Linked DNA regions of Mus musculus: regions 1, 3, 4, 5, 6 and 7 are each linked to region 2. Evidence: chromatin contacts called from public HiCAR-type, HiChIP or PLAC-seq and promoter capture Hi-C data. All regions are on one chromosome and are shown on one strand. The core of a region is the stretch at or near the end of the contact, and the rest is flanking DNA. Distances in the headings are between cores, read along the strand shown.

Region 1 (3,361 bases), core at 696-3,195, 650 kb after region 2:
AATATATTCATAACAAGTTTACTGTGACCATATTTGTTTTACATGAAACACTAACCAGCTTTCTTTTACTGAAATTATGGACACAAAGTAAGAAAACAGTGCTTGATTTTACTACAACAAGCATTACAGAAAACAGGAAGGAAAAAATTGTTCCTTTTTCAACTCCAACCAAGGTGAACAAGGATATCTTCTACTTGGGAAAGGAGTCGGGGGATGGAGCTCAATTCTTATATATAAAATGTAGTAGGCCTGTCACAGAGATGCACAGTACCAAGCAGAGCTCTGCCACTGTGGTCTTTACAGCAATACTCACCAGCAGCCTTGGTACTGAATTGGGCAAGAGCTTGCCTTCTTCCCTCAAACATTTTCCCATTTATCACAGAGGATACAAGACTGCACTGATGGGGAAGGTTTCACAAAGTTAGTACTGACTTTGTCTTGGGGCTGAGAGGTGTGCCTGCTGTGGTGAGACCAAGTATTAGGCATAAGTAGTCTTTATATTCATACTACTGCTCATGTACATTCAGTCTCTGTGATGCAGCATAAATGGAACCTGCATATAATGTCAGTACATAAACTTGACTTTCAGCCTACATCATGCTATGATTTAGAAAATTCTTGAAGAACCACCCTATCCTGAGATTGTACCAGTATCTCTAGTTGCGGGCCTCTGTTAGAACCTACTTTAGTGTCAGATTTGTGACTGAATAACTATCCCAAACATTCTCAAACTTAGGTAGCACAAGTGTTACCTGGTTAGTGTATGCAGATTTAGTCTCTACACTGGCACATGTGTCAAGTAGAAACCTGTATATTATGCCACAGGCTCACATTTTTTTACTTCATACCCTCCATCGAATATGATGGGCCTATTTCTATCCATAAGTAAGCACTCCAGGACCTTGAAGATAAGAGATGCACACATGACCCAGCTCATCATCAGCACTGTGGCAAACCAAATAAACACACTATCTTCACCAACACCACTTGAACATTGGGAAGCATAGAGAAACACTGCATTCATTGGAGGTAAGAGAAGTTAGATATCACAAAACTGTGACTTGAAATTCAGTTCAACCTCATAATGAACACATCAGAAAACTTCCATCTCCTGATTAGTGCTTCTGTATTTAACCTCAGGAACAACCAACCCCATTGCCAAGTAGAAATAACCATACCTAATTTATCATATTCATTCAGATAAACATAACCTGAGACTGATTGAAGCCTCTTTGGGCCACGAGTTGACTTCGGCATTAAGCAGTGCACAGTAGTCAGTAAAGGGCACAGTCTCATCCCAGTACCTCATCGATCAGCGTGGACATTCTAAAGACAATCTTGCTCAACAATAGGGAATGGTCAGAAGAAACCTTTTCCACTGTAGTGCCAAGAAGAAGTTTGGACTATACTTCCAGGCACTCCCTGAGTCATGTGTTACAACCCAACTTTAGATTTCAGACAGACCTGGACTTGTGCTCAAACTGTAACACATCAGGAGTGATATCATGTCAATAAAAGCAGAAGGAATTACAGGCACAGAGGAAAAGAAAAAGCACGAAACAAATGGCCTGTTTAGAATTAGGAGACGTGCAGGGACATGCAAACATGATCAAGAGGATTGGAATATTCCTTCCACATTAAGATCAGATTACTTATGAAGAATTAAAAAAACACACTTGGAAAATCATTTATTACCTCACTTAATGATTAAAAGAGTTGTCTAAAAACACCCAAATTGTAACAAATACATAATAAAGATTTTAAACCACTGCTTAAAGGAAACATAATCTTTAGGAAAAGGCTGACAGATAATTTTAAAAACTAACAGGGGGATGGAATTAATTTAAAAATTAAAGTGGAAAACTTGAGACCCATCCTGAGCAAGAACCAATCTCTAACACTATTAGTGATACGCACTGTGCTTGCAGACATGCACCTAGCATATCTGCCCTTTGTCCATCCAGCAGCTGACCAAAACAGATGCAGAGAGCCATAGCCAAACATTAGACAGAGCTCAGGGAGTCTTTTAGAAGAGTTGGGGAAAAGATTGAGGGACCCAGAGGGATAGGAACTCCATAAGAAGACTAACAAAATCAAATAAGCTGGACCCTTGGGAATTACTAGAAACTGAACCAGAGTGTACATGGGCTAGACCTAGGTCCCCATACATATGTAACAGAAAGGTAGCTTGGTCTTGATTTGGGTCCCCTAACAACTGGAACAGATGCTGACCTTAACTCTGTTGTCTTACTATGGATCCTGTTCCCCTAACTGAACTGCCTTGTCTGGCCTCAGAAGGAGAAGATGTGCCTAGCCTTTCAGAGACTTGATGTGCCAAGGTGAGTTGGTACCCACGGCAGGAGTTTCCCCTTCTCAAAGGAGAAGGGGAGGGGGTGTTGAGGGAGGAACTATGTGAGGGGGAACCAGGAGGTAGGGGGTTGTTATCAGGATGTAAAGTGAATAAATAAATAAATAAATAAATAAATAAATAAATAAATAAATGGAAAAATCACTAAGATAAATTTAGAATATGAAAATTGAAATTATGATAGATACATCAACATGCTAAATCATATGGAAATAAGAATACTGAATGTAAAGACAAGCTGAAAATACATATTTGGAAAGGGAGAAAAGAAAACTAATCAGAAAGAATGAAGGAAGCCCACAGGAACTCAGAAATCTTGGGACAACATCGAAAGGTCAAATATTTGTGTTGTTTGAGTTCAACAAGGAAATGAGGGTGGCACAAGGACAGCATGATTATTTAAAGTAATCATAGCAAATGGTTGTGCACATGACATGCAACAGCTCAAGAACACACATTCTTTTCATTACCACATGGAACATTCTCCAATATATAATCAGATAAGTTACAAAACAAGTCTAAACTGTAATATAAGAAAGTAGACATCACTAGCAAGAAAACTGGAAACTATAAAAAGTGAATGTAAATTAATTAACCCACAGTTCAAGACCAATGGTTTGAATAAGCAATCAAGAAAGAAAATATCAAAATATTTGAATATATTGAGAGTATAGACATACTTTACCAAAATTAAAGGCCGGCAGCCAATGGCATTCAGGTTGATTGTATTCAGTACCTGTGCCAAAAAAAAAAAAAAAAAAAAAAAGTTACTAGAAAAACAAAACAAAAAGTGAAATAGAGAATGTAGATAGTAAAAAAAACAAAAACATTAACAAACCTAAGTGCTAACTCTTCTAAACTATAAACAAAATTGGCAAACACTTCGCTACGAAATAGAAGAGGAAAATTTCAAATAACCTCAGAGATGAAGAGGAAGACATTGTGACTGATAGCACAAAATTGCAAAAGATTGCTCAATATTTTCATGAGCAA
Region 2 (3,499 bases), core at 326-2,825:
AAGGAAGCAGTGGGATTTGAGAACAAGGTTGGGATCCAAGTCTCCTTTTCATCGCTCAATCCAATTTGGCCTAGGTTCGGCCTATGCTAAGAAAGCCTGGCTTCTAGTTTCTCCATTTTGTGGACTCACAGCTCCACGGGGCACCAGCAGGGGGCGGCGTTGTCACGCAGCTAGATTTGCGTGGGCGACACCCCTGCATCCCATCCCTCAACTCAGGTTGGGCTTCTAGACCAGGGCTCCCTAAATTCAGAGGCTGATTCTCTGAAGTTGTCTAGGGTCATGGGGGTAATGGCTGTTCATCTCAGGGCCTCTCCTCTCTACCCTGACTGCCTCGTTCGGCTCACAGCCTCTACCTGGATCAAGGACTGCAAAGCATTACTTTGAACGGAGGCAGCAGCGGGGCGGCGGAGGAAGTGGACAAGCGAAAGCAGGGAGCTTTCTAGCAAACAGTGCGGTGCCAGAGCGCAGAGATAACCTTTTCCAACCCTTAAGCACTCCACTGGCGACTGAAGCTGGAGGGGGAGAAACTTCTCGTCTTTTAAATTTGCCCTTAATGGCCGGTAAGAAGCCAGAGCCTACTTTGATCATTGACGTTTTATCCGCTTAAGAACTGAGAACCTTAGAGGCTGCGAGGAACGCGCTTCTCCCAAGTCTGAGCCGAAGGACCGCCACCCTGGCGGCCGCTTTTCGTGCACTGCTGGGGTTGCGCTCCGAGACCCCGCGGGTTGGCCGCGAGCCCGCGGAGCTGTGTGATAGGAGACGCGCGCCTGCCCAGCTCGCGGGCAGCAGCTGGACGCGCACTCAGGCTGGCTGGCTGGTACCGGACTCCCCACCCCACCCCCACCCCCCCACCAGCACTTCTCGAGGTTTCGAGAATCGAAACTCAGTTCTCAGCAAACCCTCCCCCTCCCTCACAGAGACTGACGTGCGTGACCAGTTGCCTCTGGAGACCACACTTGGCCCAGGGTCCAGAGTGGAATCGGCGGTCTAGCCACAAACGGACACTGTTGAGGGAACCTCCAGGAGACCCAGTTACGCGGCAATGACGCGCTCCACCCGGCCAGAAGGCTAGGCTTGGGAAGTTTCTATAGTTGCGTGATTTTTAACCCTGATCCGGTTTTGATGGCCATCTATCACATTTGAGGCAAAGTGTCTCCTCTTTAGGGGTGTGTGTGTGCGCGCGCGCGTGTGTGGACGTGCAGAAATGGATAAATCTACACGTAGGAGCCACAGGCATCTGTCTGTGCTCATAGCCAGGGGCTGCGCACCCTGGCCTAGCTCCAGCAGCTCTGAGCTCCGGCGACTGTCCACCCAGCGCTGGGGGCGGTGCTCTATGCAAATGAGAGGGTGTGGCGAGCGCTGCGCGCTGGGGCCCCGGAAGCGCGGAGAAGCCCGGTATAAAAAAAGTACTGAAGACATTTCCCCCCGCACAACTGCTAAAGCTCCAGAGACGCGAGTGTGCGCGGTGGCATCGGCGGCGTCGAGAGCCGCCACCTCCGAGACCACCGCAGCGGGGGCGCGGGCGGGGCGCGGGCAAGGGGCGGGAACGCTCAGGGCGCGGCGGGGGTCGGCGCGGAGAAGTCGCGGGCCGCTGCCGGGAGCGCACTCGCAGCTCCTGCGAAGTGTGTCCGCCTCGCGGTTCCTCGCTCGCCTGCGCTCCTAGAAGGGGCGGCCGCCTCCAGGTGACACAGACGGGACTCTCGCTTGTGCTTTCCAGATGCATCAGAGATACTTTTGGTGCGGGGCTGCTCTGCGGGGCGCGGCGCGCGGCTGGGCATTGGGGTCGGTGAGGGTTGGGGGAGGAGGGCTACTATGGGCGTCACGATCGGGGAGGGGAAGCCCAGGCCCCTCGGCGGGACCCCTGTCCCCTCACCCGCACACCTCTCTGCCGCTCCCCTAAATCCACTCTTTCCTCTTAGGACTGACCAAGGCCAAGTGGCTTTCGGAGGGCACTACATGGCCGAGGGCGAAGGGTACTTTGCCATGGCAGAGGACGAGCTGACCGGCGGCCCTTACATCCCCCTGGGTGGTGACTTCGGCGGCGGCGGCAGCAGCTTCGGCGACCGCTGCTCGGACTATTGCGAAAGCCCCACGGCGCACTGCAATGTGCTGAACTGGGAGCAAGTGCAGCGGTTGGACGGCATTCTGAGCGAGACCATCCCGATCCACGGGCGCGGCAACTTCCCCACGCTCGAGCTGCAGCCAAGCCTGATTGTGAAGGTGGTGAGGAGGCGCCTGGAAGAGAAGGGCATAGGTGTCCGCGACGTGCGCCTCAACGGCTCAGCCGCCAGTCACGTCCTGCACCAGGACAGTGGCCTAGGCTACAAGGACCTGGACCTCATCTTCTGCGCTGACCTGCGTGGGGAAGAGGAGTTTCAGACTGTGAAGGACGTCGTTCTGGATTGCCTGTTAGACTTCTTGCCCGAAGGGGTGAACAAGGAGAAGATCACACCGCTCACTCTCAAGGTAAAGCCACCTGATGGGCTTGGGCAGAGCAGGGGTGGGGAGAAAGCAAGCCCAGCTTGCCTTGACTGCCGTCAGTATGGCCATAGTGAGTTCGTTTATTTATTTTTTTATTATTTTTTTTTCACGAGCGCACTAATGCGCGTGAGTGGTGTGGAGTGTTTTAGTTTCCTGGGAGATCCAGCGCCACAACTCTGTGCTTCCTCCTCTGCGTTTCCTTCTCTTCCTTCTCTCTATGGTTTAACTCTTGACTTTCCTTGCTGGACTCTTGTCCAGAGTATAACGTGATTGGTGGAAGGATGGAATGATGTAAATAATTTTTTTGAGTCATCTTGTAATCTAGACTTTGGGAAAAATAGCAGCCTGAAGCAGAACTGAGTCAATGGTTTTTATTATATTGGAAAATGTGAATCGATCCATACTCCACTGACTTCGGCGTTTAAGATATTTGATGCTTTTCCCTGTTAATTCACAGAGTCGAGGGTGTAATAGTGTGCCCCTCCCCTTCGGTTTAGGTGGCGTTTTGTATAATTAATTAAAGTTGTCTGAAGGCAATTTAGTTCCTCTTTGGCTGTAACTGTAGAGTGTCGCTGGAGGGACACACTCGACTGATAAGATTGATTGCCTAAGGGGGAGGAGAACGGGGTGGTTGGAGACCAGGCTGAGAGAGGCCAACTCACGACACTGTCTGTCTCTCTGTGGATACTGGGTGAATATTGTGCCCATTAGACCATCTTCAAAAAATAACATTTGAACTCAGACATGACAATAGAACGTCTTAGTATGCTGCTGTGTCTGCCAAAAGCCTCAAACTATTACTTCTAGTCTCTTTCCCAGACGGCAAAACTACTCGTTAAATGTATTTTTTCCCCTGTTTTCCGAAGACCGTTTAAGCTCGTAGGTAGTGTTTTGCTGAAACTTAACAAAACAAACAGGAAGGAGCAAAATAATTCTCAGCAAAGCAGCTGAGACACATTTATTGTTCCTTTACCAGCTTTGTTCATTTCCTTGTTTCTTTTACATCGTAGGAGGCTTA
Region 3 (3,909 bases), core at 1,380-3,879, 830 kb after region 2:
ATTTTTTTCATTAGTTTCATACTATTAGAATAATTGCATAATTTCTTTATTGCAATAGTATTTCACAAAAGAGTTTAAGGAATTCCTATATTTAGCCAATCCCTTATCTCAAATAACAATGAAGTAATTCCCTAAGGGATGAGTAGGATGATCTCAGGTCTTTTGAGTTATCATGGGATGGTCCAGGAAGGTTCTTCATCAATAAGCTTTATCTTCCATGCTGGAATCACTTTTCTGCAGTGAGAGTGGTAAGTGCTCTGTTTCACACCAGAGCTCCTTTCTTCACAAATATGAAGACTATATTCTCAATTCATTCTTTTAGGCATTCCTTCTCAACTTTATAACACTGTACCACGTGACTCATGAACACAATGGTGGTTCCCACAGGAAAGGATCATGAGGTGGTGAGAGAGAAGTAAGGAAACTGGAGGCTAACAGTATGTCCAGAAACTGTGCTAAAGTGGTCTCCTGGAATCACCACTGTGTGACTGGTACCACACTGACATGTACTTCACAGAAGTGGATTAGACTGTAAGGAGACTCAATAAGAAACCTTGTGAATAAAAGAGAAAAATGCTTGGAATCAAGGACCAGACTTGCCCTCTGTCAGACGGTAGGAAATTCATATTATAGGATCAATTGAAATACTTTCTCTGTTATCAAAACTATCAGGAAGTCTCCCTCCAACAGCAACAAAATTATTAACAGATCATTAAAGGCACAGCAGAACTTTCTCCCTTCTTTCTGTAGAACTAAGAAGCAGTGACTTTTGGCAGGGGGTGTACAGAATGTCAGAAAAGACAAAAGGAGTGTAGCAGAATTACTTGGAATGCCTCTTACCACTTTAGAATAAATCATCAAAATAATGACCACCCAAAAAGTAAATGAATGCCAAAATTATCATACATGGAAAAGTGGTTCTTCAACTATATTAAAATTTAAATTCTTCTGTGGGAGAGCAAGTGAGTGGAAAGACTCCATACTTATGTGGTAAGGGATTTGTATGATGTGATGATACAGAGTCCCAAGGGGGGGGAAATCACATGTTCTCTCTCATATGCATGCCTTATCTTTTAATGTCTCTATGTATGGCCAAGGGAGCATGAAAGTGAATTTAATTTAGGACCTAACAAGGACTCAATGATGATGGACAGGAAGTGTGGAGGAAGGAGATGCAGTGCCTGATGGAAGAAGATAAGAAGTAACTGGGAGTAAAAGGGCACATAAGAATGCAAAGATGCAGAAGAGTGAAGCATTAACAAGTACAAAGACTGCTTTAAAATTGTTATAAAGAAACCGATTACTGTGTGTACAAATGCAAAGTAATAATAAATTATAAGACGATTTATATACAAAATATTCAAACAAATTTTAAAATTGGACTCTAATAAAATAATCTACTAAACATAAAAGAGAGTCTCTTTACCCAGAAACACTACCAATAACTTAACCTGAGATGCCTAGGCAGCATGAGAAAGATGCAACTAGGAATAACAAAGACAATAAATCTATGCAAAAAAAATTAGTATGCCCATGATAATGTTCCTTGAGAAAAATAGACTTAAATGTAGAAGGTAATAATTTCAAGATACCAATAATAAACATTGTTGAGAAGCCCAAAAAGGATAAGAAGAAATGCCAGAAGGAAGATTACAAGAACACAAACAGTTAAATGACTGAAATAGTAAAAAAAAAAAAAAAAAAAAAAAAAAAAGAATAGAAGAAGAAGGAGGAGGGAGAGGAGGAGGAGAAGGAGGAGGATCGGAGGGGGAGGAGGATGAGGAGGAGGAAGAGTAAAGAAGAGGAAGAGGAAGAAGAAGTAGAAGGGAAGGAAGGATCGAGGTCAAAGGCACATAAACTATGGTCAACAAAATCATAAAATAAAGTATCCTTAAACTAAAAAAAAAAAGACACTTATCAAGATCCATAGGCATGCAGACTATGAAACCAATAGGAACAGAAAAATCCAACAAACTCCCTTTTTATATTCAAGTCAAAACATTAATTTGAAACCATCTTATCTTATTCTCCCTGACATTGGCATAGCTATGCCCAGTCCAGCCACTGACTTTGCTGTTTGAGAATATTCACTTCAGCTGACAGTTATGAAGCATTATCCGGTTAAAAGAGACAGCTGGAGTTCTCCAACCTTCCTCTGGTTCACTCCGGAAGGACAGTGGTAAGTAAAAATCTTCAAAGCTGCCATAACTGTGGTCAGTGTGCCTAGCTGTACATTTAATTTGAAAGAAATTTGATGGCAAAATTAATAACAAATATATTAGAGAGTGAGGTAGTGAACAAAGTCCTCTATAGCAAAAAATAGAAATGTGAATAGGTGCATTTTGTAAAATTTTACCCAAAGATCTACACAACAGAGGAGGATGTGAATAAGCAAGATGAGTCACTTGCTCTGTGGAGACCAATCAGCCTCTAATAACATAGCCATGGCAACACAGTAGAGACCATGCCTGGTTCATCAGAACAGACTCCTGTTCAACAAGCCTGACCTGGCAATAGCCACAACTAACTGCCTAATCTTCCTGTAACAATAACCAACACTGAAGCTGTAATACAGCGTTATCCTAGGGTGATGAGCCTACTGTTTGGTGACAGGATGATTACATCAGACAACTGCGGTCACAGACAGGAAGAATTCTGAGTAGACATATAGATTTGGACTTCCCTTCTTCCCTGCATGCACTGCTATCTGTGAACTTTCAGCCATAAACTTACTCAATGTAGCTTTGTCTCTGGCCAAGGAACTCAAGGAGTGTGACAATAGTCTCACACTTAAAGGATTCATTTGTCTCATTTATGTTCGCTAAATGCCAAACCAGATAGATTGAATGATTTCTTAAATATTAGCTACAGAGTGCTACCTGGGTAGAAGTACTTAAATGCCTATAGTAAAGCTTTCCAAAGATTGTTCAATTGTTGTATATATTATGATTTCAACATATAGCCTATGTAACACTGTCTTACCAACAGGTAGGACTCAAAGGCACAGGAATCAAGGAATTACATAAGAACTACATTAATCTCTTCTGAGGTCATGGTCCCAATGAGGAATACACCATTAGATCATTACAATGTAGTTCCAAATTAGAGACCGAATCCTATTATCAACATTTTAATTTCTATCTTTAAAAATGTGTATCTTGCATTTCTCAAATTCAGTAATGATGTGTGTCGATGCCAATACTAAATCCTTTTAGATAGATACATACATAAATAGATAAATGGATAAACAGATGGATGGATGCATAATAAACTGTGATAAATGATAAGTAGATACATAGACAGATGATAGATAGATAGATAGATAGATAGAACGAACATATATACATGCATAGATACATACAGACATACAGACATAGATGGTAGATAGAGTAAGCATACAGGAATATCATCGTATGTATATATATAAATATTATCATAACTCTGAACAAAAACCTAAATAATTCAGTTTAATTGTCCAAAATGCTTTACTGGTTTTCAAGCTAAAGTTTTATCAGGGCTTCAACTTATGAATGGCAGGAAAGTGACCTTCTTCTTTAGCTGATTACACATAGACCTGTCCAACTTGTGGACTTTGTGCCAGGATAGATATGAATACAACCTAACAACTTCATATCACAATGTCAACAGGTCAGACACCTCTGACCTAAAACCTGCTCACCTTTAACTATTTGGAGCAAGCTTGATCTCTTCTGAATGACATTGAGGTAGGTATGAGAATAAGTTACTCGCCTATTTTTAGCTTTTTCGTCAAAAGTTTATGCATTGGTATTACTACTCCTAAGTTTGCTTCACCCTAACACACGTTCCCTCATTCTCCTTATCATGAAGGTAAAGTTAGGACTCTATTAGGATATTTCCAAGTTCATAATCTGGTCATAATACTCGAGT
Region 4 (3,503 bases), core at 535-3,034, 590 kb after region 2:
GAAAGACATAACCATCCTTGACCCTGTCTTGGAGTATAATACAATACATACCCAGTGCTAGGACTTCCACTAGCCCTATAGTAACTCTAGCATTCCTGTTTACATTACCTTGGTCCCACTCCTTTAGGATTAAAAGTTTTGGTACCATACTAACAAATACACTCTTTGATATTTGACCCACCAAAGAGATATTTCCTTTTTTTCTTCAGCAAAATACTACTCACTTCTAGCAGCTCCTTGCTTGCTTCCTTCTGATGGTCCTCATCTCTTCCAACTTGTCTCACCTCCAGGCACCTGCTTGCTGACTTGCTTATTACTTGTGCATATCAGCCACCATCAGTGTGTTCCTTGCTGAGATATCTTGAGGCAGGTGTTATGATTGGTTAACATATGCATGTAGTGGAGTTCTCACTATAATATATTGATGATTCTACAACGTCTAGAGGAATAACTTTGAGCTTATACTACAATGATTACATAATATGAAGTTTAATATGTAGGAGGCATACTCTGTTGGGTGGGAAGCATGGAAAGTAATGGGCATTCAAGATAATAAAACCATCTCCCACTTCTAAAGTCATTTTAAAACTGAATAAATTGATAATTATTTCTCCAACACTCAGACTAGATTTCCCCAGACTTAGTCATAATGCCTGGGTACTTTCTATTCTGTTTTTTCTTCTCTCTTTTTATAAATTAGTGGGGCACATATACACATGGTCTTGCTTAAAGCACATAAAACAAAGGATTCCTTGCAACCTGCTAGTATACACAATCAGTTCTTCTTCATCTCTAACCTGATGAGTATGATATATTTTCAAACTACTTACATAATTCCCTTTCATACTTCCCCCCCGCCATGAATTTCCTTTGCATTTTAAATTCGGGCAGCCCTCCCATATTTAAGATCAATGACAAACATTTTGACAGTATTTGAAAAACTATCCAGACTAAAGTAGTTTATAATGTCCTTAGCTTTGTTTTGCCTGAACACAAAATAATAAGGTCAAATTGTCTCCTAGTGAACCATGTCTGAACAAGTCTGGCTCTTTTCTTCTGTTTCTTCTCGGCAGGCCAAAGGCTCAAAGGTCAGGTCAAAAACATATCTTTCCAAATTCTGATGGAGCTTGAAACCCAGATTCCCCTTTGCTCCATTCCAGACTATTAAGTACTTTAAAAAAATAATAATGTAGCCAGATGGACATTTTTATATCCTGTACACAAAACTTGATTCAATTTGTCAAGATGATTCCAAGTTTAACCACTCAGTGTGACAAAATCTTTCCAAGGAAACACTTTTTTTTTTTGTTCTAGCCACTGATTTGCATTTTCAGTGTTTAAGTAATGGTATTTTATTTTAAAATAAGTGTTGGATACAAACAACCTTATGTCTATAACCTTAATACACCACAAATAAGGACAGATGGTGCATAGATAACAGCTCACAATTAGTTAAAATGAGAAAAGGGGTCAATTTGAAGAGTTGAAATCACCAAGTCTCTCTCCTGATTTGATTGATAAACAGCCAATCAAGCGAAAGCTGACCTTGCTTTGGTTCACTTTAAGACTGAAGAAGGAATTAGGACTTCTACTGGGGAGAAACATCAGCTACTTAAGTGTGTATCAAGGGTGAGAGGAAGGCAAGGAATCTGAAATGGAGGGCTTCCAGCTCCAAGTTATTTTCTCCATGGAATTTCATCAGCACAGACTTGGATAAACCCCATGAACTCTGTTTAATAATGGTGTGAAGAAGAGTGATATTTACTTCTTCCTTGGCCTAGTGGAAATCCCAGGATACAGTTAAGAGGGGAAAAAAAAACCACCGTTCCTGTTCAATATGCTGACCATATCTGCGATGGTCAGAGTGCCCTTTTTTCACTCTCTAAAGCATCAGCATTCATTACTTTGATAACTCCCACGTTGAATATGCAATGTTAATGTGTTATTTTTCTAGAAAAGTCTAGATGATAGACTTTATATTAAATGCAGTGGTACATTGAAAGATGCTGATTTTGAACAAAATACTTCAGTAAGACAAAGTAGGTAGAAGGATCAACAGGCAGAAATAACCCTGCCAAGACACTAAGCCCACTAGGAGATAAGCTTCCGGGATGACAGAGTCCCTTTGCTTGTGGATTGACACACATTCATTAAAAGTAAATTAGTGTTCCCATCTGGTCTCTGACTCATTTCATGGGAACAAGAAGTTCCTTTGGAAGGACAAATAGCCAGGAGGGTGGGAGTTGAAAAAGCAGGGGAACATGGGATTGCTTTGTGTAATTTTCCTGGGCCTCGGAACCTCATATAAATTTTCACATATAATGAAAATTTGCTGAGGAAAATTATCCAGTCCACCAGTGCTTTCTGGTATTTATTTCTCTGTGTTGCCCCACAGATCAATTGTGTTTTCAGCTTGTAACACCTGTCCCTCAATCAATCTTTTGAAACTATCTTCAAGTGTTAAATTATTGAAGAAAGAATGGTGTATGTAATGCAATCTATATTTGTAAGATCATTGGGGAATTTCATCTGAAAAGTTAATAAAAATGCAAATCCCTTTAGTATAGGCACTCAAAGTAAGTAGCCTTAGATATCATTCTCGAAGCCTCATATCGCTGTATGACAACCTGTAATTACAAAGGGAAGGAGGCCATACAGAACAGGAAAAAAAAATACTAGATAGACAATCCTTAATTACCACAGCAGACAAAAGTACTATCAATCAAATTTTACCTATTATTCTTTCGGCAAGAAAAAGATTATCTCAGATTTTATATGTCAAGCACTTTTTCCACTCATACACTTCCCAAATTCTTAAATTACATTCTATCCCATCTCAATCTTCTCAGCCTTTATTGACTGATAGAACACACAATATTAGTTAAATTTATTTGAGTTATTTTCTGTTTTTAAGTATTTAATCAAAAAATTTAAATTTAAAAGGCATATTTAGATATAATGAGTTAAAGTAACACAGAAACATAGTATTATAAGACATAGAAGTGACGTATATAAAATTGTGTCTGCTATTCTTTGGGCAGTCTTAAATTGGGACATTAAGGTAAGATTTTCATTCAGTAAATATTTTAGCTTTCTATATTATGATATCTCAAGGGATGAAGATCATGAATAATAAGCCAATGATGTGTTCCAATTGTGACATTTTTTCTGTCGTAGATGAAATAATAAAGGGGTTATATACTTCCTTTCATTTTCTTGTAAATTTGATATTTTTCTGATAATATCTGCAGAACAGCATCCTTTAAGACATGAAAAATCAAAAAAAGGTATGTGTAAATAAATTTGTTCATCATATCAAGAAAAAAGAACCCAGACAGCATAGGCAAATTACCCTCTGCATTCAACTTTAACTAAATATAATGGATTCTGGTTTTTTTTGACTTCATACATAATTTAAGAATACTTTTCAACTTAGTTTTAATTAGCCTTAAATCTTAAGAGGTGCGAGAAAGTTCAAAAATCCCAGCAAACTTTCACTAAGA
Region 5 (3,495 bases), core at 100-2,599, 960 kb after region 2:
GAATTTATTTTTCTGTGTAATTGTTTTCATGTGTAATTCACATGAGTGCTTTGTTTGTTGAAAAGGCAAAAGAAAAGGGGACAAATAACACAAAAAGGAGTTTGTTATAGTATGCCCTAGCTCTTACCTTTACTCTTCATTACTAGAAAATAACAGGTGCCTCACACAGGAGTGCAGAAACATGCACCTGGTTATGATTAAGGTCAAAACAATTATGTAAGGATTGACAACACTGAAGGACATATCAGAGGGAAAACAACCAAAACTCTGAAACCCACTTCCCTTTCCTTACGTTTGAGGCGTTGCAACAGCCAAGCCTCATTTCCCTTGTTTTGCTACGAAGCTCAAAATTCTAAATGTTGTGATGGAAACATCAGCTTTAAAGGTCGCTCTATTTCTGGTTTTGATCATTAACATTCTGCACAGCTTGCTTCAGGAAGCCTTAAACAAGATGTTCAGATCCTAATTCTTAAAGAGAAATTAATGAAGGAGCCAGAAAAAGATGGTAGCCTGGATACCAAATTTATGAATGGACAATGTCATGGATCACTCTGTGACTGACATTTCTGTTGTAATTCTTCCTGCTAATTTCACTCTTAAATCTTATTGAAATATTTCCCATATAATGCAATAAAATTTATTCATGGGTAGTGCTTTTACTCATTGTATAATTTTACATTCTCTATTATATAGAGAGAAGAAAATTATTTTTACATCTTTAAAAACAACTACTGAGATGTTATAGTGTACAAAGCAATACAGGCAGTCTTCAAAACTGCTCTGCCTTTTATTTTCAGAATCTGACTCAACATTTAAGATCCTTATTAATAAAAGAAATAATAAAATACTATGATCTATAATACAATTTATGTCTATAATAAAAATTAGAGTCTACAAAATTCTAAACATAAAGTAATATTTGGTATCAGGTTGCTATGGGTATTTGAGTTTAAAGGGAAAAAAATCTGACCTTTACAATGACAACCTTGCTACCATTGAACCTTTCCCATCCCTATGGAGACCGTTGGGCTCTATTTCTGCCATAGGTATTGGAGAATCTGAGCCACTGTGCAACTTTCCTTATGAAATGAACAATTAACACTCTAGGATGATTCACAGTCTCCTAAGAGAAGCTGTTTCAATTAACACTTCATTGCTGTTTCTATTTTGTTTCAATTATTAGGTTTCATTGCTTCCTTTCCTATTGGCTTCTTACAGCCTTTGAGACTAGCTGCCTTCAAGCCTGCTGAGAGAGGCAAGCTGGGGAAACCACAGGCATTTCCCACAGCCAATGCACCCAGAGTGCAAGGAATTTTACAGCTGAGATCTGAGCTGTAGGGCCTAATGTGTCTGCTGGCAAACAATGCACAGTGCTCTCTACCCGTTTCTCATATCTTCCCTCCTGGCCTCAGCCACACAGTGGAATTCCAAAAGTGTCTCATAACACTATTCAATTCTAAATCAGTCTTCATAAATCTTTTTCATAGCTTCATCCACTTTCATCAGCAATTTGTGATTGCCCCTTCAAAACCTTTTGACAAATTTCTTACTCATAGCCATCCATGTAGAGCAATTTTCACTGACAGCGAACTGAAGGCCATTGAACCTCTGAATACCAACCGTTCCATCAAGTTCCTGTATCATCACAGCTCTATGCTCATCCACCCAGCCCACAGTCTATGTGAGCTGGAGGAGAAAGCTGAGGTTCCCAAGTGGTATTTATGGGTCCATGTGATAATGAGGTGCATGCCCTTATGTGAGCTGGAATTTCCACTTTAAAAAAAAAAAGTCTTTTTTTTTTTTAATTTGGTAGAGAAAGCTAGCCCTTGATCAACCATAGCAACATATGAGGAGTAGGTAAACCACAGTGGGAACACTGAGGAACAACCCCTTCCAAACCTGTTCAGTAAGCTCTTGGGGGTCATTAGCTCTGACTGGAACTTTGAGAGGGCAGGAAGGCTTCTGAATTCCCAGGACAAGAGCTGGATACAGGGGAATGAGCCTGACTGAAAAGAGGCTCCTCATCTCTCTTAGCACCAGCCCCACCCAAGGCTGCCTCCTCCCCTTCCAGCTTCATCACCTAGTCAAGGCCTTGCATTGGGAGTGATGCTAGCTCGTCCAGGACCACACAGAGATGATTTCAGTTTTGTTTTAAATCTAGTTTACGTAGTCCTTCCTTTTTCCTTTAATTCTATCTTGACACCACTATGACCTTTATCAGGATTTATTGATTTGAACTTTTATGTGGATACAATGATAACAAATGTTACTATTAAACTTCCCTTGTAAATACTTCCTTATCCTCCCAACAATCCAGTTTGTATTTTAGTCATCATCATTTTGGAGATGATGAACCATAGCTTATGGAACAGTGTCTAAAATAAAGGCCTTCGCCTGCTAAGGGTTCATTTGACCCTAGTCCAAGCAATGGGAGTGCATCATACTATAAGAAAAAAATTTAATGGATCCATTATAAATATGCTTCTATGATACCAGACCAACTCTCTTTGAGAGAAGGCAACCCAGTCAACAATATTCTGATGGGTCACAGAATTACTTTACATCACAGAATGTTATACTGCATTTAAAATATGACAAGTTCCCAAATGTTGACATATGCTAATTACCCTAACTGAAGTTGTTTTATTCAATTTCTATTCATCATATTTAAAGAATCTGCCTAGAGGTCAGAGATCTAAGCTTCTCTCTGCCTGTTGTTACCTAGAACTTGGTCTTCTCATTTCATTCTGAAGATGCTGAACTCCTGAGGAGAATGTGAAATGGGGAAGAACAGAGTGAGTTTCCCCAAAGATGTGAGACCTATGGCACTTGGCCTGATTCTCTGAGATATACAACACTTCACACAATAAACAATGGGGACAATTGCAAACTTAGAATTTAACTTTCATAAAACCTTAGTAACTAAAAGCCAACATTTAAAAATCAGTTGTTCTCTGAATCTCGAAACATGTACTCAAGGCACTATGTGATTTATAAATTGCAGTGTATACAGAATTCATCTTATGTAGATACTCAAAACATAGGTGTAGTGTCTCACAATGAACCACTGTAACAAATGAGCTTGTCCCAGTTCAAAAGAACTGGACCATCAGTCACTGATGGACATTATTAAAGGCAAATTTCTAGTAGGTCAAATGGACTTAGAAGTCCATTTCTTCCTAGAGCCTTCAGCCAGCCATGCAATGCTTTCTCAAGCATCAGACACTGCAAATGAAACTACCCAGGATTCACAAAGAACAGACCGCTTATCTTTGGGGGTCACCCTCTTCTAGCAGGCCATGACTTCCTCTATCCCATTCCTTCCTTCCAGGGGTTATCACATCAACAAGGTAGTCTTTGAGATACACTGTCCTCAAGACACTATTATAGTGCACATGCAGTGAAATATACTTTCCCGCCAACTTGGCCCATGAAACAGAATTTCTAAGGGCACCTCAGAGTTGACTGATCTAAGTGGGCAATTAATTTTCCCCA
Region 6 (3,828 bases), core at 869-3,368, 770 kb after region 2:
GAAGACAAATGCCCATTTCTAGCTTAATGCATAAATAACTAGTGAAATTGTATTTCCTTTGCTTTACAAGCAGAAACACCAAGCAAAATGTTTGTTGGTACAAGTTTTAACAAAGGAAATACGGGAAATTTTTATGGACAGCAAGGATGTTTCTCATATAATAGTTATTTAATTCTTTCAGAATTTTATACATTTATATGATGTTCTCTGATCATTCTTATTCCTCCCTCCAAGATCTATCTATCCCCCATGTTCCCCTCTCTTAAGTTTATATCTTCCATTTATTTATTTATTTATTTATTTATTCATTCATTCATTCATTTATTCATTTAATAGACTCTACCCAGTCCAACTTGAACTGCCCATTTACTCATAAGAGTGGGAACACACACAAGGAGCTTGGTTTATATAACAAGAGGCAGTTCTTTAAAGGAAGCTGACTCTCCAAAAAGCCATCAACCATCAATAGCTCCCAAGCTAGAGACAAAAAAAAAATCCTGAGATTCTACCCATCCACATTGCAACACTGCCTGGATTGATCATGTTCAATAAACCACAATTTTTGTCAATTAATAGAGCATAGCAGTCCATTAAGTCCAGAGGATACTCGATTGTCTTTTTTCTCCCCAATCTCTGGCTCTTCTGATCTTTACAAGCTTTTGCTCCCCTCTCTCTTGATAATCCCCAAGTGTCAGGGGGAGGTAGTGTGATAGATATGTCTCGTTTGTAACTGAGCAGCCTACAGATGCTTATTCTCTGCAGTTAAAGCAGTTGTGAGTCTTTATTTTAACAACCATTCATTGGTTAGAGGAACTTTGCTGGTGAAATCCTAGAGCTGCACTAATCTTTTAATATAGAGATACAAGTTTGGAGGGCATTTTGATAATATATCCATTTAGCAAAATAATAGTAAGTAGATTAATTGCCAAGATCTATGTGCTCCTCGAGCATGACAACCCTCATTTATAGTACTAGACATGCATTTCCTCTTGTGGGGTGGTTAATCCCGTAACATTGATGACATTATTGCGCTCATAGGCATATCTTGCCACACCTGTCATTATTGCTGTACAAAGTGTTCACAGCTGGGTGAAAGAGTCTGTGACATTTTTCCCCATCAGCCTGTCATCTCTTCAATAGACTATGAAAATTTCTCAGGAGGCAGGAAAGTTCTTGGTTGTTAATCGCTTGCTTTTTTCATGTGTGGGGACCAAAGTGTGACTTCCCATACACTTCTGCTGGTTGCCTGAGAGAAATGACAATAGTCATTATTTGGAGAATATCAAGTGTGAGGTATTCAATGATGGCCATTAGGCTTTTCATTTTCAACTTATGTCTTCTGCATTCCCCCTGTTTAGGATAGCTCCAGTGTGTGTGTGTGTGTGTGTGTGTGTGTGTGTGTGTGTGTGTGTGTATAATTTAGTAGTTCTTTTCAAATATCCTTAGTGGTAGTTATCCTCACTATCCTCACTATCCCATCTGTCTTACTGTCCCATCCTTATCCCTTGTTAAAACCTCTTCTCCAGTATTCATCATTCCTTTTCATATCAACTGCATTTTTCTATCTCCCTTTCTGTAAGGTCTTTCTGCCCCCTCTCCACCACAGAAGCATCCTATCCATTTTCATGGCTTCCCTATTCACAATATCTATGACATGTCATAGCCTACATGTCCATCAACTGATGAATAAAAAATGGATATTAGCTACATGTACACAACAGAATTTGACTCAGTTGTAGGGAAAAATAGAATTATGACACTCGTTAATATAGACTAAACTGGAAAATATATCGGGTGAGTTAGTCCAGACCCAGAACGATTAAATTTTTCACATGTTCTTACTCATATGTGTATTACAGCATCAATCCAGTTGTGTTTTTAACTTGAAGTACCTGTGGAATCTAGGAATTAGATAGGCAAGATTAAGACCTTGACCTTGAGAGCCAGAGGTTCACAACTGAGAATTAGGTAGAGAGTAGAGAAGAAAACCTCAAAAGAAGGTCTAGTATGTTTCAAAACTTAACTTTAGAGGGAATAATATCACTAAAACCTCAGGCAGGTTTCCACAGGTCACTGTTACCTAACATCTGGCATCAAACTGAATCACATGTCTGGCAAGTAAGTCATAAATTGAGCGTCTCAGTTGATGTGACTCTTGGAATGCTGGGTGTTTCTCCTTCAGAGGGGAGCTTAGGTCATTTGCTGATGAGTTTTATGGCATTGATGCTGCTTAATTTAAATGACATGATTTATATCAGCAAGAGTAGAATAATTCTGTGGATGCTTTCAGGATGTGTACATGCATAAGCAAATATTCCATTGACATTTTCGGTGACCTCAGCTAGAAAGGCACTGATGCCTTAGGATATTCTGGAACCTCAGATTTCTCTGCAGTTATTTGTATATCCTTGCAGGATGCTCAGGTCTTAGACTTCCTGAAACATAATTCAGATCTTTTTCTCATGAGACCTCTGTCCAGACACCTTCTCTCTTGCCAATTGTCTTGATAAAGCTTTTCCTCGTGGTAAGAATTCTGAATCTTTGAGTTCCTTAAAGAAACCGAGAAATTTTATAGGGATATGTTTTTGTTTTAATCCCAGGTGTAGGGACATGGGACTGCTTCACAGAAGCTGACTATGATTTGCCTCATGCTCTAGCAGAAGCACAGTTTTCCAAGCTTCAGATGGTTTCTGTGATGGGTATATTTGGAATTCTGTGAATTTTTCAAAGGGTATATGAATGCTAGAGCCCCTATAGTGGGTGGTTGTTGGTCCTTCAGAAGGATTGGTTATAGTTTTATAATAGTCATGCTCAAAGAAGAAAAATGAACAAAGAACTTAGATTTAGCAATCTAGAGATCTCTCCCTATTCCTTCCTTCCCTCTATCCTTAATTCTCCCTTATCTAGTGATAGGTAGTGAAACTGGGGAGGCAGTGGATAATGGGGGGGTCACAAAGTAGCAAAGGCCAACTACATTTTTTATCCCTGAATGTAATTAGGCAGCCTATCTCAGGCACAGGCAGATATAAACACCTCATTCATATTCTCTTTCCCTTTTTTCTCTCCCTTAAAAAATGTTTTGAAAAGAGCATCTGTGAGAATTAGATTTTGTTTAAAAGATACAAAATATCCATAAGTCATGAGAAATAAGATCAAAGAATCTAATTTACACATTTATATAAAAAAAATCAAATGGGGAGATATAAATTTTTACCTGTTTTGACATTAAGTATTTTTAACAGAAAGGTGGACATGTCACATTTATTTCCTGTTTGTAGAGAATTGTAGGAACAATCAAGTAACTACTCAGAGGGAATGTTCAGAGAAACGATGAGTCTCCTTGCTAGTCATTTCACAAAATAAGCTCTGTCTGCTCAGAAAGACAAAGTGTCACTTTCTGATTTGCTCATAGGAAGAGCTACAAGGTCAACAGGAAAGTAAAATTGCTGTACTCATCTGAGATGTAGACAAATCAGATCACTTTTCCTGCAAGGTTAGAAAGCAGCACAGGCCGGACCTTTGTCCATCTTCTCTTAAGACTAAAGCAGCATGAACAAAATGGAAGGCGACATTTCCAGTGCACTAATGCCTGCTAGATGGCTCTGATAGTTAGCGAGACTGATTACTCAGTGCCTGCTTTAATGCCACACAAAACTCCAGTTGCCATAATAACTAAAGGTGTCAGGTATAAATGGCCCATTAAATTATTGGATATCATTATTCCTATTTTGTTATGAGAAACCTGTGTCACACAGGGAAACAAAATTACCCTCATAAGCCCACAATTAGTGGCAGTTGTTAACCTAAAAAAAAAAAAAGAAAAAAAGA
Region 7 (3,467 bases), core at 265-2,764, 740 kb after region 2:
CACTTCCATATTTCCTGGAGAGGTTGAAACTTTATTGTCTTCCTCCCAGCAACTTAGTTCCTTAAATAATGACTCTGAACTTAAACATTTACTAATAAATGCTTAGACCATGAGCTTCAGCTCATTCTATGACTTGTTCTTAATGTATTGTCCCTTTTACTCTAATTTGAGTTCAATCCTGTCCTTGTCTCTTTATGTCCATCTCAACATCCCAGGGCAAATCTCCTGCATCTTTGACTCTTTGCCAGAATTCTCTCTATTCCTGCTGGATGTCCCACCTCCTATTTCCTGCCTCAGCTCTTTGGCCACAAGTGTTTTATTGACAGAGATGCTTATAAGAGATTCTTCAAGAGGTAGCCCTGGATGTGCATAACTGGAACTCTGCACTACCTGCCCAGCAACACTGAGATCAGAATTTTGTTTAAGCTCTTTCACTAAATGACCTTTAGTTTACTAATGTGTCAGTAATGGAATGCAAGGTAGATATTTTTTCTCTTATATAACCTTCTGTACTTTATCTTGAATTTTTAAAAATGTGTGTGTCTGTGTGCATCTGTGTGTGTGTGTGTGTGTGTGTTTGTATACTGCAAGGTAGATAGTTTCTCTTATGTGATCTCATATACATTTATCATGAGTTTATAAAAAATTGTGTGTTTATGAGCATGTGTGTGTAAAGTCATTGGAAAAGCACAGATTTGCTGTGTTAACGACCTCAGAATTCGCTTAAGCTGGTTTGCTAACACATAAATGCCCTCAGCTACACACAGAGCAACAGCTGATTGTATATCCTCCTGGATTTTCATGTTTACACACACACACACACACACACACACACACACACACACACATATACACATAATATTATATGGTATACATATTTAGATAGATAGAAAGAAAAAATAGAGAATATGAACACCATTCTTACTTAAATTGTAAATTACTCAAGAGAAGTCGTCAAAGATTTCTTTCTATTTTATCCTGCATTCTGCTTAGCCTGGTCTGAACATGCACTGAGGGATAATTAATAAATATTTTAGATAACTTTAGTCCAAATTTAAAAGGAGGAATTTATTACTACTATCTTATTTTCCCATTCTGTTATGGGTTATGAATATAGTTTAAAAAAAAACTCTCTTATCCATAGAAATCCTGGGTAGTAGGCTGAGCACTGCTTTATACAAGCCAGTGCAGTAAACGGTGCAAGAGAGAAAAGCAAATGCATATACTGACCCCACGTCTATGAGCCTCTGTGTCTCAGAGACCTCAGCAAAGAAGTAAACAGGGTCTTAATGCATTTTGCAGATGATACTAAACTGGGAAATGCTGGAATAATAAAATGGGCCCTAGCAAGGAAAATAAAGTAAGACTCAAGCTGGAAAAAAGAACTAACACATCGAAGGGAAAAATAATTCAAAACACAGATTCATGAGGAGGGATAAATCTGGATTGCAACACTCATAGCAGGCTGCCCTGTGTTGTCCAGCATCAGAGGTGACATGTCATAGTGTTCCTTACTAAAAGTCTCGAAGGTTAGGTTCAAGGATTAAAGGTCCATTTTGAACTAGGCATGCGAATATAACTAAGTTATGTGACTAAAAAGTGAACAATTAAACTAACAACGGGAATTCTAAGTATTCATAAATCTACTTACACAGAACTCAGACAAATAGAACAAAAATCAGGTGGCAAAACACATTCTGTAGGGTAAAAACATGAATGTTAGCACTGTCCTATAAAACCAAGCCTGATTATTTTGGTCAATGGGGTTCTGTTAAAAAAAAAAAAAAAGGCAAATTTGAAATGTTCTTCAATGGATCCAGTATGGTGATTAATTTATTTTCCCACCTTATTTATTGTATCATCACAGGACCATTCATGGCAATCTTCTTCCAATGTCAAATCATCAGCCAACTACTTCTGATTCCACAAAGGTAGATTAAATGGATCCATTCTATCTACCTTTCTGTTTAATGCATACTGGTTTTATAATAACTAGTGCACTCTGCAATGTAAAATGTTTTAATCTAAAGCCATAAATCACCTTTGAAAAAATTGATTACAGCTTTAAATGCCTCTTTCCCACCTATCAGCTGGTATTTTGTACATTCACATACCTTCACTGGATATCATTCACATCGAGAATTTGAAAAGGGCATAAGTGCCTCTGCACCAAGTAGATTAGCATGAAAACCAGACAAAGGAGAAAAACAGACTAAATATATTATGATTTTCATCATTAGACTGTTGCTCAACTCCCATTTGCTCCACCCTGATTTCTTTTATGCCAAGAATATGAAACTACAATTATATTCAAGGTTTCTAAGAGAAATACATTTTTCTCTTTTCCTCAATAAATAAAAATGCCTATACTTTTTCTGTGTTGTTTAATATATGTTTTCATTCTGTTCAGGAATATTTAGACTGCAACTGATTTGTCAAGTGAGATGGCTTGAACTTCCTATTTTGTCTTTTTGAGAAACAAGTTTGTCTAAAATACATTGAACTGGATAAATATATGAGATGTGGTATATATGATAACATATATCAGGCAGCAAATAATGCTCAAGTCCATTCATAGCAATACAGAAATATTTAATACCCAAGCCAAATTCAGAATTCACATCTAATAAACAGTTACCATGATTTAAAAAGTAGGAAAATGTATAAATCCGCAATACTGTATAAACAAAGTCAGTCCCAATAGATAAGGATATTGAAGCATCTATTAAACATATAATGCACAGGATTTTAAATTTAAAGAAATTTGGAAATATAGTTTCAAATTAACCTTCTAGAGCTAAAAACATAACATATGAAATGAAAAATACACAGGATACATCAGTGGTTGAAGAAAGATTAGAAAACTGAGAGGTAGAACTGTAGAAAGTATCTGTAATGAAATCTAGAGACATTAAGTCTAGGAACCCATGAGACATGAAAAAAAAAATAGAAATTTCATGTACCTGTAATTTAGGCCATAGAGAATTTAAGGTTGAAGAGGGATAAAAGCTGAAAAGCAACTAAAAATCTTCAAATCTAAAACATAACTAAATCTACATATTTGTCATTACTGAACTCTAGACATAACTAGTCACAAAAAGGATCAAAGATGACACATAACACACATTGGCACAAATCTATTCTTCAAAACAAAGGAGTTTAAGAACAAGGGTAACTCAAAGTGGCTTAGAAAGAGTTAAAAACATTCAAATGTCTTAATCTAGCCTCCAGTTTGATTGTATTATTCTGAGTTCAAGCTGGGGTGCATAGACTATTAAGGTCCTCAAAAGTTTACCTGTGCAGAGAATATAGAATATCTCTTTAAGGTTCCATTTCAAATGGTCAGTGTTTCTAGAAATTTGATGCTCAATATCCACTGTTGTGATGTTAATGAAAGCAGAAATGACTCCCTATTAAATAGCAAGTTAAGCTCATACACAATAGTAAATACAAAATAAAAGGGGAGG

The links. Promoter capture Hi-C pulls out the DNA fragments that hold promoters and counts their contacts. HiCAR-type assays count read pairs that join an accessible place to other places. HiChIP or PLAC-seq counts read pairs in DNA pulled down with a chosen protein or histone mark.
Region 1: a contact with region 2 is called in a HiCAR-type map of kidney, with 5 times the contacts expected there. The contact joins the enhancer-like site here to the promoter of Tent5a in region 2. A contact is called at or near these places in 8 of 39 promoter capture datasets (the 3T3-L1 cell line, embryonic stem cells, frontonasal cranial neural crest and 2 more), 10 of 484 Hi-C or Micro-C datasets (the G1E-ER4 cell line, adipose-derived mesenchymal stem cells, embryonic fibroblasts and 2 more), 17 of 115 datasets of contacts at active chromatin or transcription factors (SST interneurons, acute myeloid leukemia, bone marrow-derived macrophages and 12 more) and 4 of 9 other capture datasets (adipose tissue, embryonic stem cells, liver and 1 more).
Region 3: a contact with region 2 is called in a promoter capture Hi-C map of the HPC-7 cell line. The contact joins the enhancer-like site here to the promoter of Tent5a in region 2. A contact is called at or near these places in 11 of 39 promoter capture datasets (the 3T3-L1 cell line, the C10 cell line, the HPC-7 cell line and 6 more), 6 of 115 datasets of contacts at active chromatin or transcription factors (bone marrow-derived macrophages, embryonic forebrain, embryonic limb bud and 3 more) and 2 of 9 other capture datasets (adipose tissue and embryonic stem cells).
Region 4: a contact with region 2 is called in an H3K27ac HiChIP or PLAC-seq map of heart atrium, with 14 times the contacts expected there. The contact joins the enhancer-like site here to the promoter of Tent5a in region 2. A contact is called at or near these places in 15 of 39 promoter capture datasets (the 3T3-L1 cell line, 3T3-L1-derived adipocytes, the C10 cell line and 10 more), 4 of 484 Hi-C or Micro-C datasets (the AML12 cell line, the MC3T3-E1 cell line, liver and 1 more), 13 of 115 datasets of contacts at active chromatin or transcription factors (acute myeloid leukemia, bone marrow-derived macrophages, embryonic hindbrain and 8 more) and 1 of 9 other capture datasets (macrophages).
Region 5: a contact with region 2 is called in an H3K4me3 HiChIP or PLAC-seq map of embryonic limb bud, with 8 times the contacts expected there. The contact joins the enhancer-like site here to the promoter of Tent5a in region 2. A contact is called at or near these places in 18 of 39 promoter capture datasets (the 3T3-L1 cell line, 3T3-L1-derived adipocytes, the C10 cell line and 9 more), 2 of 15 datasets of contacts at CTCF or cohesin (large pre-B cells and pro-B cells), 1 of 484 Hi-C or Micro-C datasets (embryonic stem cells), 15 of 115 datasets of contacts at active chromatin or transcription factors (acute myeloid leukemia, bone marrow-derived macrophages, craniofacial prominence and 9 more) and 3 of 9 other capture datasets (embryonic stem cells, liver and macrophages).
Region 6: a HiCAR-type map of kidney shows a contact between it and region 2, with 8 times the contacts expected there. The contact joins the enhancer-like site here to the promoter of Tent5a in region 2. A contact is called at or near these places in 16 of 39 promoter capture datasets (the 3T3-L1 cell line, the C10 cell line, the HPC-7 cell line and 10 more), 7 of 484 Hi-C or Micro-C datasets (the N1E-115 cell line, embryonic stem cells, nephron progenitors and 1 more), 15 of 115 datasets of contacts at active chromatin or transcription factors (SST interneurons, acute myeloid leukemia, bone marrow-derived macrophages and 10 more) and 2 of 9 other capture datasets (adipose tissue and embryonic stem cells).
Region 7: a HiCAR-type map of kidney shows a contact between it and region 2, with 8 times the contacts expected there. The contact joins the enhancer-like site here to the promoter of Tent5a in region 2. A contact is called at or near these places in 6 of 39 promoter capture datasets (the 3T3-L1 cell line, 3T3-L1-derived adipocytes, hippocampal neurons and 1 more), 1 of 15 datasets of contacts at CTCF or cohesin (large pre-B cells), 1 of 484 Hi-C or Micro-C datasets (uterus), 13 of 115 datasets of contacts at active chromatin or transcription factors (acute myeloid leukemia, bone marrow-derived macrophages, cardiomyocytes and 9 more) and 3 of 9 other capture datasets (embryonic stem cells, liver and pancreatic islet).

Annotation. Positions count from the first base shown.
Region 1 is chr9:84,677,210-84,680,570 of GRCm38.p6, reverse strand. No RefSeq gene overlaps it. Among named protein-coding and RNA genes, the nearest start is that of Gm26126, 29 kb to the right of the region's middle. Within about 2 kb of position 1,945, at least 1 of the 459 cell types and tissues checked has an H3K27ac peak or open chromatin away from gene starts, as enhancers often do. A contact at or near this core is called in kidney, where this site is marked.
Region 2 is chr9:85,325,226-85,328,724 of GRCm38.p6, reverse strand. It overlaps Tent5a (terminal nucleotidyltransferase 5A), which reads left to right and starts at 1,575. Exons shown (of 3, transcript NM_001160379.1): 1 at 1,575-1,682; 2 at 1,920-2,466; 3 at 3,492-3,499. The coding sequence starts at 1,957.
Region 3 is chr9:84,498,406-84,502,314 of GRCm38.p6, reverse strand. No RefSeq gene overlaps it. Among named protein-coding and RNA genes, the nearest start is that of Gm39388, 82 kb to the left of the region's middle. Within about 2 kb of position 2,629, at least 9 of the 459 cell types and tissues checked have an H3K27ac peak or open chromatin away from gene starts, as enhancers often do. A contact at or near this core is called in the HPC-7 cell line, where this site is marked.
Region 4 is chr9:84,738,117-84,741,619 of GRCm38.p6, reverse strand. No RefSeq gene overlaps it. Among named protein-coding and RNA genes, the nearest start is that of 4930554C24Rik, 35 kb to the left of the region's middle. Within about 2 kb of position 1,784, at least 4 of the 459 cell types and tissues checked have an H3K27ac peak or open chromatin away from gene starts, as enhancers often do. A contact at or near this core is called in heart atrium, where this site is marked.
Region 5 is chr9:84,367,250-84,370,744 of GRCm38.p6, reverse strand. No RefSeq gene overlaps it. Among named protein-coding and RNA genes, the nearest start is that of Gm26146, 180 kb to the right of the region's middle. Within about 2 kb of position 1,349, at least 23 of the 459 cell types and tissues checked have an H3K27ac peak or open chromatin away from gene starts, as enhancers often do. A contact at or near this core is called in embryonic fibroblasts and embryonic limb bud, where this site is marked.
Region 6 is chr9:84,556,816-84,560,643 of GRCm38.p6, reverse strand. No RefSeq gene overlaps it. Among named protein-coding and RNA genes, the nearest start is that of Gm39388, 23 kb to the left of the region's middle. Within about 2 kb of position 2,118, at least 1 of the 459 cell types and tissues checked has an H3K27ac peak or open chromatin away from gene starts, as enhancers often do. A contact at or near this core is called in kidney, where this site is marked.
Region 7 is chr9:84,586,053-84,589,519 of GRCm38.p6, reverse strand. The region is part of intron 1 of Gm39388 (a long non-coding RNA gene); the gene reads right to left. Among named protein-coding and RNA genes, the nearest start is that of Gm39388, 5.6 kb to the right of the region's middle. Within about 2 kb of position 1,514, at least 1 of the 459 cell types and tissues checked has an H3K27ac peak or open chromatin away from gene starts, as enhancers often do. A contact at or near this core is called in kidney, where this site is marked.